2 separate regions of the Pan troglodytes genome follow, and region 2 is linked to region 1. The links are chromatin contacts, called in public Hi-C maps. All regions are on one chromosome and are shown on one strand. Each heading gives the region's core, a stretch centred on a gene start, on an enhancer-like site or on the middle of the called end of the contact. The rest is flanking DNA. Distances are from core to core; before and after follow the strand shown. Region 1 holds the start of MTMR12 (myotubularin related protein 12). Region 2 holds the start of GOLPH3 (golgi phosphoprotein 3).

What was found. A called contact is a pair of places that touch in the nucleus more often than the background predicts.
Region 2: a contact with region 1 is called in a Hi-C map of stem cell-derived neural progenitor cells, with 2.6 times the contacts expected there. The contact joins the promoter of GOLPH3 here to the promoter of MTMR12 in region 1. A contact is called at or near these places in 1 of 7 Hi-C or Micro-C datasets (stem cell-derived neural progenitor cells) and 1 of 1 datasets of contacts at active chromatin or transcription factors (stem cell-derived excitatory neurons).

What each region holds. Positions count from the first base shown.
Region 1 is chr4:80,454,614-80,457,124 of NHGRI_mPanTro3-v2.0_pri, forward strand. It overlaps MTMR12 (myotubularin related protein 12), which reads left to right and starts at 1,259. Exons shown (of 16, transcript XM_517831.8): 1 at 1,259-1,522. The coding sequence starts at 1,442.
Region 2 is chr4:80,589,952-80,592,462 of NHGRI_mPanTro3-v2.0_pri, forward strand. GOLPH3 (golgi phosphoprotein 3) reads left to right here and starts at 1,258. Exons shown (of 4, transcript XM_517830.6): 1 at 1,258-2,511. The coding sequence starts at 2,486.

The DNA.
Region 1 (2,511 bases), core at 9-2,508:
ATTACAGGCGCCCGCCACCACACCAGGCTAATTTTTGTATTTTTAGTAGAGATAGGGTTTCTCCATGTTGGCCAGGCTGGTCTTGAACTCCTGGCCTCAAGAAATCCACCCGCCTCAGCCTCCCAAAGTGCTGGGATTAGAGGCGTGAGTCATCGTTTGTCTCATTTTTGTTTACATTTAAAATAATAAACCTTGAGGTCGGGCGCGGTGGCTCACGCCTGTAATCCCAGCACTTCGGGAGGCCGAAGCGGGTGGATCATCTGAAGTCAGGAGTTTGAGACCAGCCTGGCCAACATGGTGAAACCCCCGTCTCCATTAAAAATACAAAAATTAGCGGCATGGCGCGGTGGCTCATGCCTCTAATCCCAACACTTTGGGAGGCTGAGGCGGGCGGATCACGAGGTTAGGGGTTTGAGACTAGCCTGGCCAACATGGTGAAACCCCGTCTCTACTAAAAATACAAAAATTAGCCGGGTGTGATGGCAGGCGCCTATAATCCCAGCTACTCGGGAGGCTGAGGCAGGAGAATCGCTTGAACCTGGGAGGCAGAGGTTGCAGTGAGCCTATACTACGCCATTGCACTCAAGCCTGGGCGACAGAACGACACACACACACACACACACACACACACACACACACACACACAATTAGCTGGATGTAGTGGCGGGCGCCTGTAATCCCAGCTACTCAGGAGGCTGAGGCAAGAGAATCGCTTGAACCTGGGAGACGGAGGTTGCAATGAGCAGAGATCGCGCCATTGCACTACAGCCTGGGCGACAAGAGCAAAACTCCGTCTCAAAAGTAAATAAATAATAAAATAAAAAACCTTGAACGTCATCGCTGTAAGTTGGGAACTCCTATAGCAAGATTCCATACATCCCATTTTTGGACGTTTTATTCCAAAGACACAAGCAAAGGGAAGAAAACGACTGCCGTGAACCACTGCTAACGACAACTTGGTGACTGCAGGATCATTGGACGACGGTTTTATCCTCGCCATCCAATCGTTGGAAAGTCCGGAGAGAACGCTCTCTGGATTGGTTGGAGGAAACATCTCTCCAAGTGCACTCAAGAATGGGTTGGGAGCGGGGTTCGGCCGGCAGCGCCTCGGGCCAATCAGAGAAAGCATGAGGGCGGGCTCTGCCGCAGGAAGGTGGTGAATCTCGGCGGGTCCAACTCTCCTGACGTGATGGGGGGGCGTGGCCTCCAGTTGCGGTCTCCCGGCTCTCTGGGCCCGCGCGCGGGGTGGGCGGGGCCCACGGGCCTGGGCGGGGCGAGCGGTGTCAGCGGCGGAGCCGGATGCGGGCGGCATCGCGGCGGTCGCGGCCCTGGGGATGGGCGGAGCCCCAGCCGCTAGTGCTGGTGGCCGCCGCTGCTGCCCCAGCTGGAGCCCGAGCCGCCGCCTCTGCGTCCGCGCGTCGCTGCTTCCCAGGGCGGCGGTATGCTGGGGAAAGGAGTAGTCGGCGGTGGCGGCGGCACCAAGGCCCCCAAGCCCTCCTTCGTGTCGTACGTACGCCCTGAGGTGAGGGGGCGCCGCGCAGGCGGGGCGTCGGGCAGGGGCGGCCGGGGCGAGGGGCGCCGGGAGCCCCTTCCTTGCAGCGGGGAGCGCCGCGGAGCGCTTCCTGCCCTTGTGCCGGGCGACGGGGCAGCCAGGCGGGCTGAGGCCGCAGGAGCGCGCTGGGGCCTCCGCGCGGGCCGGAATGGGGACCCTGGCGCAGGCAGGCAGGTGCCTGAGCGCAGGGCCCGAGCGCTGGAGGCTGGTGGAGGGGCCCGAGCCGAGAAGGGATTGCGGCCCGGAACGCCCCTGGGGATTCTGGAGAGGACCTGGGGTTGTGGGCACTGCTGGGAGGGGTAGGGCCGTGGGTCGGAGCCCCCAACGGGGCCTGCTCGGAGCCCGCGTGGGTCCGTCCTGCCTCTGGACTTTCTCAGTGAGCCCAGAAGCCCGCCGGCCTCCGCTGCCTGCGTCTGAGTGCCTCGGGTGCGGCTGGCGGGATGCCCTGCACCTACGTCCGCCTCCCGTCAGCGCTGCGGGGAGAAAAGGGGGTCGGCCTGGCCTCAGCCAGTCTCTGCTTGTCTCTCCCTTGGGAATTCTCCGCTGTCGCTTCTTTCTCCTCATCCCCTCACCATCATCCTTTCCACCCACTTCTTACTCTTCTGAATCTTCAGGTCAAGAAATTTGTTCATTCATTCAGAAAATACTTCTCGAGCTCCTACTGTGTGTCAGGCACTAAGTGCTTGTGATAGACATCAGTGAACAGGACAGAGATCTCTGCATTCCTGGAGCTTATTTGAGGGGGAAAGGAGAAACGGGGTGAATTATAGGTATTTAAGTAAATTATACGGTGTAGTAGGAGGTGATAAATATCATGGGAAAGAAAAGAAATCTTTTTCCTCCTCGCAAAGGTGGCATTTGAGCCGAGACTTGAAGATACGAGAGGTCTGAGAGAAGAGTCGTCCAGGTAGAGGGCACAGCCCCCGGGAAGGTCGTGAGGTGGGAGTGTGTCTGAAGGG
Region 2 (2,511 bases), core at 8-2,507, 140 kb after region 1:
TTTGAGGGGAGGAGTATCAGAGGATTTGTTGGCATTAAAACCTTCAGGAGAGAAAGGAGAACAACTGGGTGAACAGGGGCAGAGCTGGGAGGGAGATTTTCACTACACATATCTTTGTACTCTTTGAACTACATACTTGACTATATTAGTCAAGTAATTTTTTTTTTTTTTTGAGACGGAGTCTCGCTCTGTCACCCAGGCTGGAGTGCAGTGGCGCGATCTCTGCTCACTGCAAGCTCCGCCTCCGGGGTTCACGCCATTCTCTTGCCTCAGCCTCCCGAGTAGCTGGGACTACAGGGGCCCGGCACCACGCCCGGCTAATTTTATGTATTTTTAGTAGAGACGGGGTTTCACCGTGTTAGCCAGGATGGTCTCGATCTCCTGACCTCCTGATCCGTCCGCCTTGGCCTTCCAAAGTGCTAGGATTACAGGCGTGAGCCAACGCGCCCAGCCATTTTTTTTTTTTTTTTTTTTGAGACAGGGTCTTGCTCTGTCTCCCAGGCTGGTGTGCAGTGGCACGATCACCCTCATGGCAGCCTCAAATTCTGGGCTCAAGCGGTTCTCCTGCCTCAGCCTCCCGAAGACCTGGGACTACAGATGTGGGCCACTACTCCTGATTAACTTTTTTCAAATAATAAATTAATTACATTTATTTTACAAAGAAACATTTCAAGCTACAACATTTGGTAAAATCAGAAAAGATGAAGAAAAAAGGTCCAAAGAGGGTGTGGGCTGGGCGCGGTGGCTCACGCCTGTAATCCCAGCACTTTGGGAGGCCAAGGCCGGCGGATCACGAGGTCAGGTGATCGAGACCATCCTGGCTAACACGGTGAAACCCCGTCTCCACTAAAAATAGAAAAAATTAGCCAGGCGTGGTGGCGGGCGCCTGTAGTCCAGCTACTCAGGAGGCTGAGGCAGGAGAATGGCATGAACCCGGGAGGCAGAGCTTGCAGTGAGCCGAGATCGTGCCACTGCACCCCAGCCTGGGCAACAGAGCAAGACTCCGTCTCAAAAAAAAAAAAAAAAAGAGGGTGTGAATGGGAGAAATTGGTTGAGGTGAAATCGACCTTCACCAAGACAGGTGGGAAAAAGGGAAGGTCTACTTGGTGCGCCCCCTGGACCCTCTCTTCCCCTCATTTAGCACTGTCACTTTCCAGGGCATGGGATGGTAGGCAGCAGCAGTTCTGGATAATGGATTTGTGGAAGAGAAGAATCCATCTAAAGCACTCTTTAGCCACAGCCCATGATCACTTTTTTAAAAAAATTTTTATTTTTTGCTTTGCTGTTGTTCCACTCTGTCCATACATTGTTTAATACAGGATGGCACACAATACCATTCCTGGTTAAATGTTTCACTTAACAAGCGCCACCCTCTACTCCTCCAACTCCTGTCTCAGGTTTGACAGCTATTTTTTTAACCTAATTTGCGCACGCCAAGAGGATTTCACCTAGTAACTACACGGAGAGACATCCGATGCGTACAAAGACGTGGCATGAAACGCTGCAGGTTTATTGTATCTATAAAAAGATCGTTAAGGTCGAGCGTGCTAACGTGTGCGGTACTAACTGTACTCACTACGCCCTGGTCACTTTATAGCACAAGTCCGAGGCAAGGAAAGAAGTTTTACAAACAAAACTGGTCAACTGTTCTATCTTCTTACTCCTGGAAAACAATAAAGGTCCACTTTCAAACCATTTGGACGCACTTGCTCCTTCTAAAGGGTTAGGGAGTCCCGGCAGACAGCGTACCCCTCCCCGCCCAGCAGCAGAGAGCAAAGTCCTTCCTGCCGATCCTGCAGACCCCGGAGTCCAAATGGGACCCCGTCCGCACGACCGCGGAGTCGCCTCCGAAGACGGCGGTGTCTGGGGCGCGGAGGGCACGGCTGGAGGCTGAGTGGGGTCCACCTTCGCGTGGCCCAGGCTCTTCCATTCACGGGGGGCCCCGCCAGGTTCAGGCTCCAGCCCTGGGTAGTGAAGGGGAAACGGGGAACGGAAGGAGGGAGGGCACGTCACGGGAGCAGGACTGCAGGACCGCGGGTCAGGGGGCGCAGGAACGCCAAAGAAAAGACAAGCACCGAGGGCCGGGAAGGGTGTAGGCTGCAGTGGCAGCGGATCCCCGGCCGCCGCTTCCGGCGCCTCCCGGCCCAGCTCTCCCGCGCCGACTCTGCCACATCCTCCGGTGACGTCAGCCGGGGCCGCCATATTGGAAAGGCGCCGCCGCCGCCTCCGCCTTGGAGCTCGGGGTGTTTCGGGGGCTGCGGCCACAGGCAGGAAGGCGCTCCTCTCCTGCCCCGCCGACGCCCGGCCAGCCCGCTTCGCCCTGACCTGTTTCCTCATGACTGCCCCCGGCCCCGCTGCCGACGGACCTCGCCCCGGCGTCCGGATTTAACACGGAAACCCGGGTCGGAGGCCGCGCGGGGAGGAGGAGGGCGACCCGGTCGGTCCCGCGACCCTCTCGGCCCGGCTCGGCGCCTCGGGGGGAGCCATGACCTCGCTGACCCAGCGCAGCTC